Regions from separate parts of the Zea mays genome. Here all the other regions are linked to region 1. The links are chromatin contacts, called in public Hi-C maps. All regions are on one chromosome and are shown on one strand. Each heading gives the region's core, a stretch centred on a gene start, on an enhancer-like site or on the middle of the called end of the contact. The rest is flanking DNA. Distances are from core to core; before and after follow the strand shown.

Region 1 (5,104 bases), core at 882-3,381:
AAGGATTTTTTTGAGCATTCTGGCGTGTTGTTTCAAGAATTATGTTCTATACGTTCAATCAGGCGATCATACAAAGTGGACGTACGCCATATATTTTACTTGTCATTTGCGTTTCTCGTGATCTGATACCTAAAATTTGCTTGCACAACGGTGCTGTTCTTTTTTATTCTTGACTAAAAACAGTGTTCTTTTGTTTATGAACACAAAATAGTACGGTCGGTGGATATTAGCTGCACTAAAGCGGTTGCACAGGAGAACTCTAAAAAGTGCCCACCAATTCCTGAGATACGTAGTTTTGTAGCTCACGAGACCGACTGAAGCGTCAACAGTCGCGGCATTTGTTCTGTCGGCCGAGTCCGCAGGTCGTCCGGCGAGCGAGATGCTCGTTGGCCCATGACCCTTCCAGCGCCCAACGGCCTATACGATACGGTTTCCGCAGGCGCAACCGATCGAGCGACCCACCCCTCACCCGTGCACGCACACGCACAGATGCACGGCACGGCCGGTCGACCGCCCCAGCACAAGCCGCGTCGCCGATGTGATGGGTGGGCGAGTTGCGACGGGGCCGTGCCGCTACCGCCCGCGGACCGCGGAAGCAGGACGGACGTGCCGACGTGCGCCCGGAAAGAGGTCACTCGTCGGGTGTCGGCTAGTCGACTTCACGGGGCGTTGTTTCCGCATCTTTTACCCCGCGACCAGAGTCGCCCATGTTGTGCTCGGTAATCTGCTGGGGGTGATCAGCGTCTAATCCATGTGGTTAACTGGGCACGCATGGGCGTAACTGCATAAGCTTCTATGACAATTGTTACTCGTGAGTATTTACTCCATTAGGGCTAGTTTAGAAATAATATTTTTTAGGCTTGTTCGGTTAGCTCTCAATCCACGTGGATTGAGTGAGATTTGGTGAGTTTAAATCTCAAGCAAGTCAATGTTAAGAATGCTGTAATTTAGCTGCTCGCTTAAACATCTGGATCCTTTCCGACGTGAACATTATTACACGTGGCGTTTTCCAGCTTAGAAGAAGACATTATTACATTTCACTCGTTAAAGACCGAACCACAGCGGCGTGGCCTTTTTCCAGCTTAAAAAGGGACATTTTAGGCCTTCCGCAGAATTAATCCACATATATTAGGACGATCGTATGAGTGGCTCGTATCGAAAGTAGTCCTTCCACAGAAAAGTGTATATGTAGGAGGGGAGGACCAGGGCTTGGAGATGCAGTCGGTGCCGCTCTCCTTTTACGTGCAAACCTGCCTGCCTCTCCGTTTCATCTCCTCGATTCCCGTCCCGTCGATCATGAGGAATGTAGCATATTTGCACCGCAAATTTTTCACGTTTGCGCCACTAAAGAATGATCATCAGATACGCATAAACCGTCGTTCTACTAAGATGCGCATAAACCGTGAAGCACGCAGGTGGCTGCTCGAGTCTTGTAAGGCCTAATGAACTCCAGAGCATGGCCCGGGCGCCCCAGACTGATGGTGTGGCCGGACCTGACCTGACCTGACGGGCGCGCAGTTCAAATCACAGGACGAGAGCTCATGGCGCCACTGCACGGCGGCTGGCTGGCGCCAAAAAACAACGCTTGAAAGAGACAGGGCGTGAATGCGAGGTCGATCTCGATCGCAGATGGAACCGCAGGAGGACGCATCGGTTCATTCGCCATCCAGATGATGCTGAGCTGAGCTGAGCTCCAGAAAGCTCGCAAGTCACAGCAGCACACACACAGGCGCCGGCCGCTACGTCTACGTACTGGTGCTGCTGCACCTGCCTCTGCCATGCGCGGCTCCGGCATCTCCCGCGTTGGCCCTTGGAGGCGGCGGGAGGCAACCCCTGAGTCTTGATCGCCCGGTCAGCTGTTGCCAAAACGGGTAGTGAAGCATTGAAGTATGGCATCCATCCTCCTGGCCTGGCGTCTCACCACCGGTTACTTGGCCTGTGGTGACGCCAACAATTTTGCATACATGTGCCGCCCGCGCATATGCTGATACGTTGCATCAGCCATCAGGGGTAAGTATCATGCAGCAGTGGAGGAGCAGGACTGTAGAAGCCTTCGCGCTCGCGGCGCGCCTCCTCCTGCCTATATAAACCCCGCACCCCCACCTCCCCAGCTTCCAAGCGCAGGTGCCACTCGAGCTTCCAATTAACCTCGAGCTCTGGTCATAACAACCGTCACCTATTCGTACCTGCGACGACAATGGCGGCCTCCGTTGAGCGGCACCTGGCTCCTCACCCGTGGCCGGCCAATGCGCCTCCCAAGAGCTTCGACATGTTCCGCACCGGCTCCGACTCCGACTCCGAGGACGAGGACAGCATCCCCGCGGTCGACTGGCGGTCGCTGTACCGCCCTCGCCTTGAGGTGGAGCCGCCAGTCCATGACCCACGCGACGAGGCCACCTCCGACGCGTGGGTGCGGCGCCACCCGGCGCTCGTCCGGCTGACGGGCAAGCACCCCTTCAACTCGGAGCCTCCGGTGCCGCGGCTGATGGCGCACGGGTTCATCACCCCGGCGCCGCTCCACTACGTGCGCAACCACGGGGCGGTCCCCAGGGCGGACTGGTCCACGTGGACCGTGGAGGTGACGGGGCTCGTGACGCGCCCCGCCAAGCTGACCATGGAGCGGCTGGTGACGGAGTTCGAGGCCGTGGAGCTCCCCGTGACGCTGGTGTGCGCGGGCAACCGGCGCAAGGAGCAGAACATGGTGCGCCAGACCGTGGGCTTCAACTGGGGCCCCGGCGCCGTCTCCACGTCCGTGTGGCGCGGCGCGCGGCTCCGCGACGTGCTGCGCCGGTGCGGCGTCATGCGCGCCGCGGACGGCGCCGCCAACGTGTGCTTCGAGGGCGCCGAGGACCTCCCCGGCGGCAAGTACGGCACCAGCCTGCGGCGCGGGGTGGCCATGGACCCGGCGCGCGACGTCATCCTCGCCTACATGCAGAACGGGGAGCCGCTGGCGCCCGACCACGGCTTCCCCGTGCGCGTCATCGTGCCGGGCTTCATCGGCGGCCGCATGGTCAAGTGGCTCAGGCGGGTCGTCGTCGCGTCCGACGAGTCCGACAGCTACTACCACTACCGGGACAACCGGGTGCTGCCGTCCCACGTCGACGCCGAGCTCGCCAATGCCGAAGGTATGTTATGTATCTGCCTCGCTCGCTCGCTCGCTCATCAAATACGGTCTCTTTGTTTCTTCTGGACGCCGACGTGCGCAAGGCTAAGTGTGTGTGTGTGTGTGTGTGTGTGTGTGTGTTTTGAATGGTTTCGTGCAGCGTGGTGGTACCGGCCGGAGTACATAATAAACGAGCTCAACATCAACTCGGTGATCACCACGCCGGGACACGACGAGGTGCTGCCCATCAACGCCCTGACGACGCAGCGGCCGTATACGATCAAGGGATATGCATACTCCGGTGAGTGTGAGTCCAACAACGCAGCATTTCGTCATCCCATCTTGCATTGCCGACGACGCGCCGCGCTGCTTCGTGTGAATCTTTTCGTATACGCGTATATCTGAGGAGGAATCCGAATTTTGTTTGAGGTCGGCCTTTCACCATGTTAGAGCACTGTAAGACTATCTCTAGCAGAATCTATATTTCACTCACTATTTTAAACTTCATTATGTAAATAATGTAATACATAGTGTAAACCGGTACTTTGCGTTGTAGATGGCCTGAAATTACAATGTTGTGGGCTTTTGTTGGGCTATCCAAGGCTCCCTCTTCTCGTTTCCTTACTTTTTTTTTTCTCGTGGGATAAACGCATGGCGATGACTGTTGCCAGGTGGCGGCCGGAAAGTAACACGGGTGGAGGTGACACTGGACGGCGGCGAGACGTGGCAGGTGTGCTCGCTCGACCACCCGGAGCGCCCAACCAAGTACGGCAAGTACTGGTGCTGGTGCTTCTGGTCCGTCGACGTCGAGGTGCTCGACGTGCTCGGGGCCAAGGAAATCGCCGTCCGCGCCTGGGACGAGGCCATGAACACCCAGCCGGAGAAGCTCATCTGTAACCTCATGGTGAGTTACCGCTTCATCGTGCTTCCTTTCCGGTGGCTTCGCCGTCGGTCCGTCCGATGCTTGTCTTCCACGGCTGTGTTAGATTAAATGCACGTGTGGCTTGTCCGTTCCTGCGCGCGCGCAGGGCATGATGAACAACTGCTGGTTCCGGGTGAAGGTCAACGCGTGCCGGCCGCACAAGGGCGAGATCGGCCTGGTGTTCGAGCACCCGACGCAGCCGGGCAACCAGCCGGGCGGCTGGATGGCGCGGCAGAAGCACCTCGAGACGTCGGAGAGCGCGCAGGGCACGCTCAAGAAGAGCACGTCCACGCCCTTCATGAACACGGCCACCGCGCAGTACACCATGTCCGAGGTGCGCCGCCACAAGTCCCCAGACTCCGCCTGGATCGTCGTGCACGGCCACATCTACGACTGCACGGGGTTCCTCAAGGACCACCCGGGAGGCGCCGACAGCATCCTCATCAGCGCCGGCACCGACTGCACTGAGGAGTTCGACGCCATCCACTCGGACAAGGCCCGCGGCCTCCTCGAGACGTACCGCGTCGGCGAGCTCGTCGTCACCGGCAGCGACTACTCCCCACAGAACAGCCACGCCGACCTCAGGGCCATCGACGAGGCCCCTGCTGCAGCCGCGCCGCTGCCGGTGTCGACCGTCGCGCTCTCCAACCCGCGGGAGAAGGTCAAGTGCCGGCTCGTCGGCAAGAAGAGCCTGTCCTACAACGTGCGCCTCTTCCGGTTCGCGCTGCCGTCGCCGGACCAGAAGCTCGGTCTCCCCGTCGGAAGGCACGTGTACGTGTGTGCGTCGATAGACGGCAAGCTCTGCATGCGCGCGTACACGCCTACGAGCCCCGCCGACGAGGTCGGCCACGTCGAGCTCCTGATCAAGATATACTTCAAGGACGAGGACCCCAAGTACCCCAACGGCGGGCTCATGTCGCAGCACCTGGACTCCCTGCCGCTCGGCGCGACCATCGACATCAAGGGCCCCGTAGGGCACATCGAGTACGCCGGCCGCGGCGGCTTCGTGGTGAACGGTGAGCGCCGGTTCGCGCGAAGGCTCGCCATGGTCGCCGGTGGGACGGGCATCACGCCGGTGT
Region 2 (5,104 bases), core at 1,099-3,598, 400 kb after region 1:
CGTAAGGCGGTTCTCTGTATCTCGGTCTATGTTAACACTATAATTTCTTCTTTTTATTAATATAATGATACAACTCTTCTGCGTGTTCGAAAAAAGAATATTTCCTCATCAGAAGAATTTTTTTCTCCGTTTACATTCCGGTGAAAAAAACTAACTTTTCCATCACTGTTCTCTAATAAAAGAATTCCCAATGGGGGATGCCATCTCTAGTTGGTTACGACTTGTGAGGCTCACCTGGTGGCGAGCCCATGCTGACTATGGAGAGGCGGCACCGGGCCGGTGAAGACGATGGAGGATATTGAGCATTCATCGTGGTCTGCCTTCAGCGTGAGGCTTTTGGGCAACCTCTCTTGCCACCAGGCAACAAGCCCCATTGCCCCATTGGCCTTGGATTCCAGTGGGCTACTTCAATTCTATCCGTAAAAGAAAATCCTGTCCAAGACGGGGTCAGCAATCTTACGTACCTACAGATGCAGAACTGAAATTGTCGGGGTCGATGTCAACGACAACGACAGTGCTGAAGTGCTGATGCTGGCTCCTCTGCTCATGATTCATCAGAACGGAGCAGAGTTCGACTGGTGCTCGCGAGCATGGAGAACAGGAGAAGTGGAGAACGGGATATTCGTTGGAGGGGTGGGCTAGCCTAATGATGGCCCAGTAAGAGCTAGGCGGCCTCGTGAGCATAAACAGGCCTGCGATGTCATGCCGTGCGTGAACTGTCCGTTTGATGTGGAACGTGTGCGGGCCAGAAAATCGTTCACCAGGCCCAAAGTAGTATGCCAGTGAGACCAGCGAAATTTACGAGTGGCCCATTGTTTGAGGCTGCAGTTGCAGAGCAGTTTCTGCTACTGACAAGGAAGTTTCTGTCTCTGAGAACACTGAGAAGTTTCAAATTTCAATTACCCTTCAATCTTCGTCGATGCAAGTTGTATGTCTACGTACAACAACCTTTTACCAGTTCAATAGCATCTTCAAGTAACTCTCTATTTTTTACTCTCTATTTACCTTTTCATAGAGATTACGCTTTATACGTAGCATCTCATTATAAGTTAGTTTGGCTAGTCAAAGCATCTCCAAGAGACTATCTAAATAGCTTGTCAAACTAAATTGTACTTACTTAATAGCAAATAGCTCTGCAACAGACTAACCATTTAACTTGCCAATAAATTAACTCCCTCACTAGCCAAATTTGGCTAGCAACTCTCGCTAGCCAAGCTAATTATATGTTGGAACAAGATGTTATATATAGAGTTTAATCTTTATGGAGAGACAAATAAATAGTTAAATCGAGAGTAAAAAATAAAGAGTCTCTTGGATCAGAGTGGCTAGCCAAATTTGACTACAGTTAGAGCATCTCCAAGAGATTAGTCAAATGGTTCAGCAAGCCAAATTTGGCTACTCAACAGCAAAATAACTCTCCAACAGACTAGTCATCCAACTCGTTAAGCTATCCGGCTATTCAAATTGGCCCCGCTCTAGTCAATTTTGGCTAGCCGCAAATTAGCCAAACTAAATAGATAATCTATTGGAGTGAGATGCTATATATAGAATGTAATCTATATGTAGAGTGTCATATAGAGAGTCAAAAATAGAGTGTCTCTAGAAGATGCTTAGGTCATGTTCCAAATCTCTAGAGCTAATTGTTAGTCAGCTAACAAGTTATTAGCTAGGATAGAGCAGCTAACAACTAATAGCTATTTGAGAGACATGACTAACAATTAGCTGGTTTATTAGCTAACCTGTTCTAAACTTGTCAACTAATTTTAGTTGACAACTATTAGTTTTAGAGATTTTTGAACATAGTCTTTTTTGCTATTAAGATTATCTCTAGCCGTCTATCTATCCCCATAACTATATTCAGGACTAACCGAATTTACTGATTTAGCCACTCTCTAGATTAGATTTTACAGAAAAAAGTGCAGTCTAATCTAACAGACTCGGTAAACCACAAACTAAGGTTACCCAAAAATAAAGAGCGAAGTTGGAGGGATAAAGTGCCACTAAATTTAAAGTCATTTAGAGAGTCTATTGAAGACGCTTTTTCTAACATTAGCTGAATTTACTTTGACCAAACATATTACTAATCTATTGGAGTTGCTCTAAGTAACTTAAAATTAGCTTTACAAGTCATTTTGCTGGTCTCTTTATTGTTAATAACCAACGGTAAAAGAAAGATACAAGGAAAGCAACGGCGAATCCAATCCACGTCCAAACGAACTTTGACAGAAGTGTTCAGGTTTACACGCGCGAGTTGACCGGAGCTTCCTTCCGCATTTGCTTCAGCGGCTAACTCGGCGTCATTACGACGCCGTTTCGCTATCGCGTTCCCATCTCCAGTTCGTTTCATAGCCGGCGAAGAATTTCTTCGTTACTTTACTTCCAAGCGGAGTCCAGGGCAAAATTTCACAGTAGTGCGCAGCTTCAGTTCAATATACCCTAGCGCCTCTCTTCCCCCACAGGGCTCTTTCCCGTATGAACGGGGCCCATATCGCCGCCGCCTCGCCGGAGGCCGGCGGGTCGTCCTCGTCGGCCTCGTCTTCCGGCGTCTCGGCGTCCGGGCGCTCCTGGCTGCTCAAGGGGGTGCACCTGCGGCGGCGGCGCCGGTGGCGGCGGCAGGTGGCCGTTAGGGGAGGGGTGAGAGCCGATGGCGGCGATGTGCAGGATCTTGCGCTGCCTCTCGGGATGTCCTTCGCGGCGGTGCTTGCCCAGGTGAGCGGGATGTATCTTGCCTCTTTCTCTTCTTGTCTACGCCGCGGTAACCCAAAAATTCAATCTTTACCCTTCGTGCGGTCTAGCTTCTATTGCCATGTTTGGATGGTTTTACACTTTTGTGCGAGATCATACCGTGTACATATGTTCTGATGGAATATGCAATAACCAAACATGAGGCGTTGCTCAAACCACTGAAGATTTCTATTTGATTCAGTGCAAAATCTTGAGTTCTGTCGAACTTGGGATAATGCTGTTTGATGTTAAAGCCTTACCTGGGGAAAGAAGGCCTCAATTCAAATTGACAGAATTTACAAGAATTTTGAAATATTCAGTTCCGACTGGGGGAAAAGAATCGGAACTGTATACTTTTATATACTTGCTATAAAAGCCGAGTTACATCTGTTCTTGCTTGGCTCATGTTTTTTTGGCTGTTCAGTTCAGAACTTGCCATATGAATGCACCACATTGTTAAAGGGCTGGGGACGAGGTACTTTGATTTTTAATGCTATCTTGATTATAGTTGTTTGACTTGTGTTCTGTTGTTAACACTTATTTTTTGTTTTTAAAATAAATTCCGAGTTTGAATATTAAGCACTGCATGCTTGTTTATATCAAAGTGTAAAGGTATGAGCATCTCATCCTAATATTCTAACTGATAGTGCATGTTGGAATGTTTGCTACTTATATTTTGGGCCTAATAGGAGGAAGTAAATTCTATCAGTAACTCAAATTGTACAATAAGTGAAATGATTTAGGTGGATGTACTTGGGGCAACACCAATCAGCTTCAGAAACTAACACCTCCTTCTCTTACAGGTTGTAAATAGATGCGCTGGTTCTGAAGGGGGATTACGACCTGATGTCCTCTCAAAGGTACAGATGCGGCTTCTCATAAATGATTAGGCCTGCAAATGGGGTGGTTATAAATGGGTATTTTGGGTGGGTTTTAGAAATAGGTTTGATTTAGATGGGCTGTGATGGGTTTTAATTAACTATGAAGTGGTTTGGTTGGGTTTATTTCATATTGTGGGTGGAAACGGTTTATACCCATGGGTGTATATGGGTTCTCCACAGGCCGTCGGCCCCATGGGTCCTCACCCACCCGACACAGACCATGTCACCGACTGCCCCCACCCCCGCGCTTGTCCGCTCGCCAGTCGACTTGACGCGAGCGCCTCCCCATCGTCCCCTGTCCATCTTCTTCAGTCTGGTTCGTCGCCGTCCTGCCCCCAGGCAGCTTGTGCCTGCGGCTGCGTGCTAGCTTTATCAATCTCTGTCAGGGACGGGGTGCTGATGTGATGAGGGTTTAGCGAAGTTGACGGGCGCCAAGAGCCGGTCTCCTGGATCCCAACTGGCCCGGGGTTTGCTCTGGGGAGACACACCGGTCACCGGTGTGTGGACGGACCAGACCCCATTGCTGGGTCGATCTTCCTTGGCACGGTTCAGCTTTGGAGTTTCAGCTCAGAGTCAGAGACGACTTGATCGAAGGAGTGCCAGACAACAGGTCGCCATCAGAGCTGAAGAAATCTGTCCTGGTTAAAAAAAACCCTACTACATATGAAGGAGAATCATGTTCATGAATGCGATCAAGCTAGTACCAATTGCTGTTGCAATTTGCAAACCCTGTTTTGCAGGAATGAGCAGCGAAGGTTGCGCAGCAGAGGGCATCTTTGTCAACGTCGCCTCTGCATGCACATGTTTAGGGCCAGTTTGCAAATATTTCTTTTCTGATTTATGAGCTTTACTTCTTGATCTTCCCTTCCAAGAGTGTTTCTGACGAGAGAGCCTATAAGAATTAATTTGTCAAATATATATATACACCATAAGTTAGTAGAGGTTGGCCGTTGGCGGCTTGGCGTAGTTGTAGATCTTTTTTTAAAAAAAATAAATATTTTTTATAGCTGTACGTTGTTGTAATCTGTATGAATTTTGATGATGGCTATGCTGTATGCGAAGAGCAATTCCTAGAAATTAGTGCTGTTGGGCATGTTCTTTAATCTTTCATCCCTGGAAAGGATGAAACCCTAAACAATAGTGCTGCTGCAGATGTAGCATCAGCATCGAATCTTGATGCTTTAATGGAACCATAAAAATCTGGAGTAGATGCTGGTGGCAGCAGGGTTAAGTAACTCTGATAATGGACGGAGTAAACCCTCTACTCGAAGTATCTGAGTGACAGTGCAGCAGTCTTGGTTGCTGTTATGGTTAAGCAAGCTCTACGACTGTACCCATGGGTTTTCCATGGTTTTCCACCCATTTGCGGTTTGGTTTGGGGTCAATAAAATTATTGGATGGATTGGGTTTAATTTACTTATGTTTTTCAGTGGGTGTGGAATGGATATCAAGGTTACTATATGTGGGTATGGATTGGGTGTGGTTTGGGTTTGTTGCCA
Region 3 (5,104 bases), core at 1,011-3,510, 360 kb after region 1:
CCACGAATGAGCAACCGTCTTGCATGCATGTTCTCTTTTTTCCATTGAGGTAGCTTCGAGCTGGTTCTACCACTGTCCACCCTTTCACCTTGCCACGACACAATGGACATGCAAGGTCAATGGACTCGATTTTTTCTGCATCCAATGGCGCTGAATCCAGATCAGTGCCAACGCTATTTGCAGGAACTTCCTCAAGCAATGCCCCCTTGGTGTATGCTTTCTTGAACTGATCCAAGCAATTCGAGTGGCGGTAGCTAGTTCCACACATGTAAGGACGGCAGCCCTTATCGTGGGATGAACAGAGGATGAGCACAGCATTATGTGGGTATTCCATGCACACAGAGCAATTGGCATCTTCCCAGTCCATCTTTTGCAAGGCTGGCAACACTTGCTTTCGGTTGGATTTTTTCATTGCCTTTGCCTTCCATCGGTATGAAGGAATGGGATGGGTGGACTTGATCCGATGAGCCACATGCCTCCTAGCTCTCGCACTTCTCGCCATTTTCTCAGAGATCTGCCATAAAAGGTCATGGTTACATTCTTTGCATGGAACAGCAAATTTTGTGTAATGTTATGTAGGATTGTGCCACAGGTTCCTTAACATACATCATTCAGGATACGCCAAGCAACAGAAAAAGCAACCCTTAAGAGTATGCACAGAAAATGCCTGTGCCACCATGATGCCATCATGCGAGAACTAAATATACATGTATATATTTATCAAGTTGTCAACTGGAAACACATTTTTTTAATCTAAATATAATAGAATCCAGTTTTACAAAATAAGTATTGAAATGAGACCATTTCCACCAGATGGTGTTCTTCTCACAATGTAAAGAAAATAAATTGACTCTACGGCAAGGATATGAGACATCGAGTACCATATTACCAGAAAAAACAAAACTTTGCTCCCTACAAGACCTTTCCCTCTTCTTGGAGAAGCTTACGGAACTTCAGTTCAGAGTGGAGGATAAAAGCAAGGCGGGAGACTTTATAGGATCAAAACTGGCCGGGCAGGCAGAAAATGAAACAGACAGGTGGATCAACCAAAGGCATTAAATAATCATATCAATGGAGCATGTTAGATGTGATCTACATTCCCAATTAAATAATAAATAAAGTCAAGCAAGAGCCAGAAAAGTAGGTATAGGGGTAGCTCTCACATGGAGCACCTCATGCCTCATCTCAGATCTGTCAGATTAGAAGGGAAAACAACAGCAGATGGCTTTTAAATTGAACGAATCAAATGATTCTGCACTTGAGCCAATGATTCCGCCCTTTTGGGAAATGCTAAGTTACGAGTGCAAGCAAAGAACTCGAAGCAACCCCTTGTTCAGTGCAGATCGCTAGCACTAGCACTAGCACTAGCACATGGATGGGCGTTGGCAAAGGATTCCCTTTGCCACAATTTGGTCCAAAATCAAAAGCCAATCTTGCTGCGAAAGAATACACCTTTTTTCCTAATTAAAATCACCTTATCCACTCACTCAACAATGCACTAAGAACTAAGCGTTAGCTCTTTGCCTGGACCTCAAGCAAGGAATCATATGTGCAGTTAGTGTGAGATTAGCAACTGACCCAGCAACGAATTCACGAAATGGATCCTCATTTCTTCCCGAGGCACGCGTACGTCCTAGTCTACACGCAAACGATAAATTGTATGGAGAATAAAGAGGCCAACAAGTCAATGCTCTGAAAGATCAGAAATGCTCTGGCTATCTTCAACTAGGACAAAGCCTCACACAAGATAATTCATAACCAGAAGCGCCTAAACTTCGACTGGAGCGGCAAAATTCGCGCGGGAAGGACCAATCCTGTCGCGCCCATGCGAGATCCCTAGGCCGTCCGTCCGTTCCCAATTCCACCAGGAAAATCCCGGGAAAACTCACGTTTGGGCTAAGGCGCAGCCAGGCACCCAAGCCTGCGACACCACCACACAGGCAAGCAACGAAACAGCGAGCGCCCAAATCACCACGGGAGCACCCGAATTTCATCGAAGGCAAGCCTGTTCCTGCCCCCACCCACACGGCCAGGATCCCAAAGGAAGAGCCCTAGTGACCTAGTCCAGCAGGACCCAGTGCCGAACCGAGCCGCCGATTTCGTCGCAAGCATGGCAGGCATACCGGAGGCGCCCGAATCAGAAGCAGGGCCCGTACCTAGACCGAGGCGGGCGTAGACGGGGGCGCCGGATCCCGGCGGTCGGCGCGAGGAAGGAGGCTGGTGACGAAGGGCGTCGGACGGAGTGAGTGAGGAGAGGTTTGCAACAGAGAGGAGGAATTGGAAGGACGCGACGCTAGTTAAATGGCGCACATTTCGTCGCTTCTTTTCCTCATCGTTTCTGGTGGGATCCACATCATGGCTAGAGCCTGGAGAGTGGGGGGACACGTCCCGTGGACGCCGAAGCAGGTGGGGCGGTTGCCGTGCCGTGTGGCGGGTTCGCGTCGCGGTTACGCCGTTACGGCTCGTCGGGGGGAACGGTGCATGGACCAGTGGCTTACATACACCAAGGTAGGCGGTGCCGTGCAGTGCAGCCGTGGTCCGTGAGAAACACTGCGGTGAGGTCCCCGTCCGTCCTGTGGACCGCGCCCATGTAGGTGGGCTGGCATCTGGTGGGTGACGACACTGTGACGGAACCGCGGCCCGCCGGAGTCAGTGTCAGACCGGGGCTCGCGGCGTTTACCGCACAGGTACGCACGCCGCCGGGGCTGCAGCTGCAGCCTGCAGAAGAGTTTTCTCCGGGGCCTGCGTTCGGCCACTGTGATTTCTGCGAGATGGGAAAGAAGGGACGGGGACGGATAAGGTTGGATTGGCCTCGCTCATTTCTGGATGGACAGAATAAAATGCATGGCGCACAGCCGCACAGGCATGCATCACTCCTGAACGAGAGAATTTGCAAGGGCATCAGCGCCACACAGCCATTCCGCGCCGCACGGGATCCAAAACAGTTGATCGGAGGGTTGGAAGTTGGAATGCAAAGAGGGTGGCGGACTGTTGGTGGGGCAGATCACATGGGTAGCCTCCGCCGGATCGGCTGCTAGATGCAGCCACAACTTTCAGGTTAGAGCGGTCCCAACCCTCAACACCATCTAGTTTTTATAGCATTAATTTGGTTGTCACAAAGATAATGTTCAAGTAATTAAATGAAAAAAGCTTATGATATAATAAGAAAAGAAGAGTATTAAATTCAGTTTAATCTATATTACTCTATTAAAAATCTAACGTGGACATGTGGTGCTACCATAACTTCCCTCCTCTCTATGTCCAGCGCCCGCGCAACGCACACAAAAAATAGTACAAAGAGAGCATTGAACTCACGCCCGTGGTGCTACCATAACTTCCCTCCTCTCTATGTCCAGCGCCCGCGCAACGCACACAAAAAATAGTACAAAGAGAGCATTGAACTCACGCCCTCCGCTCCAGAAATTTGAGACTAACCACTAAACCAAACTTACCTTAATGTTTAGAAATAAAAATAATTATATTTATAGTCTAGACATCGCTCCCTCTATGTTCCCCCGCCTCGTGGCAACGCACGGACACATACCTAGTAATATTGATGTTTGCATTGGACAGGTAGTGTCTAGTACTAGTTTCTAGATGACGTGGATGATATTGATGTTTGCATTGGACAGGTAGTGTCTAGTACTAGTTTCTAGATGACGTGGATGCTATAGAAACTATAAGTAGTGTCTTATGTTGGAACTGTTTTATGAAAGACACCGTTTTGTACTAAAATTGTAATGTTTATGGAGTTAAGTTTAAAATAAAATATGTGCATGAGCAATCAGCCCAGCATTGCGCGTGTGGCAGTCATATAGGTGGAGCTAGTAGAGGGGTAATGGATCGTTATTCAAATGTTTATTCACAAAATGGTAGAGCACTAAATAATTTGTAATTCAAAAATGAATAAAAATAGAGTCGATTCTAATTTGATCCGACAATCTTATAGTGTAAAATTTAGAGATCATTATCACCCCATTAACTAGCCTCTTCATTGGCGTCAGCCGACGCTTACGACTTTTGGCAAAATCAATGGAAAATCTTTGATATGCACTGTTCATTCGTAGAACTAGAACATCCGTGTCTAGGGGACTAGCAGTCTGGCACCGATGCATCCGGCTGGCTTCGCCGCTGGTGGCGGTCTTCTCTCCCCAGTCCCCACCAGCGCTTTCTCTTTCCATTACGTGGTCCGACCCCTAAATTCCAACTCTCTTTCTCTCTCTTTCTGTTTTTTATTACAACAGTTTCCATTAATTTCAATGGCATATACATAAAAAGTAAACTTTGCTGGGCTGAAATGCAACTCACGATCATGGCTCATGGCTAATACTGTACTAGTACAACGCTACGACGGCATAAAATAATATTTGATAACCGTAAAAAAATTAGTATCAAAGTGAATATATAATTCACATATCAGATATTAAAATTATAAGAACAAATATTGTTGTGGTTTTGGAAATCGGGTACAATAGATTTGTGTTCGATGGGGATGCAAACGCGGACTCATTCCGAATGGTGAATCACGAAGATCCGAGCAGGGAATGAGACACTGGGTTTATACTGCTTCAACCTTTCATCGTAGTCCAATGTAGTGCTGGTCATAGTATTGCTTTGAGGCGTGTGCTTATGTGTCCAATGAAAGTTGTCCAGCTCATTTTATAGCTCAAGCGTGGACTTTATAGTGAAACTTGTATTCTACTGGGGTGTCACACCCGGTTTTGAAGGTAAACCGAATGCGAACCATGTACGTGCCAGGATCAGTAATTCACGTACACAGCGATTACATAAATGACTCATCATAGCACAATGCTTCGAATTACAGTAAAGAGTGAGTAATAATATTACAGTCTAGAGCCATTTACATAATATAAATCAAAGTACACAGAATCGAAACGTAGCCAACGTAAACAACCCACCACAGGCAGCTGACTAAGGGAAGTCGCTAGCCTAATCCTCGAACTCGTCGAAGTCCTGGAACTCCTGGAGATCCGCCTCGATGCCTTCTTCTTTACCTGAGCATAGATTGCACCAAAGGCAACCTGGTGTTTTGTGAAAGCAAGGGTAAGTACACATCAACGTACTCAACAAATATCCTGTTTGG

The links. Hi-C and Micro-C count contacts between places; a contact is called where the count stands out from the background.
Region 2: a Hi-C map of ear shows a contact between it and region 1, with 2.3 times the contacts expected there. The contact joins the promoter of LOC100502198 here to the promoter of LOC103654219 in region 1. A contact is called at or near these places in 5 of 25 Hi-C or Micro-C datasets (ear, leaf, root tip and 2 more).
Region 3: a Hi-C map of leaf shows a contact between it and region 1, with 4 times the contacts expected there. The contact joins the promoter of LOC100383585 here to the promoter of LOC103654219 in region 1. A contact is called at or near these places in 5 of 25 Hi-C or Micro-C datasets (bundle sheath, ear and leaf).

Annotation. Positions count from the first base shown.
Region 1 is chr4:182,650,455-182,655,558 of Zm-B73-REFERENCE-NAM-5.0, forward strand. LOC103654219 (nitrate reductase [NAD(P)H]) reads left to right here and starts at 2,132. Exons shown (of 4, transcript XM_008681046.2): 1 at 2,132-3,125; 2 at 3,264-3,404; 3 at 3,775-4,007; 4 at 4,132-5,104. The coding sequence starts at 2,198.
Region 2 is chr4:183,045,623-183,050,726 of Zm-B73-REFERENCE-NAM-5.0, forward strand. LOC100502198 reads left to right here and starts at 2,349. Exons shown (of 5, transcript NM_001363232.1): 1 at 2,349-2,709; 2 at 3,528-3,584. The coding sequence starts at 2,473.
Region 3 is chr4:183,008,469-183,013,572 of Zm-B73-REFERENCE-NAM-5.0, forward strand. LOC100383585 reads right to left here and starts at 2,261. Exons shown (of 2, transcript NM_001176233.1): 1 at 2,157-2,261; 2 at 1-514. The coding sequence starts at 502.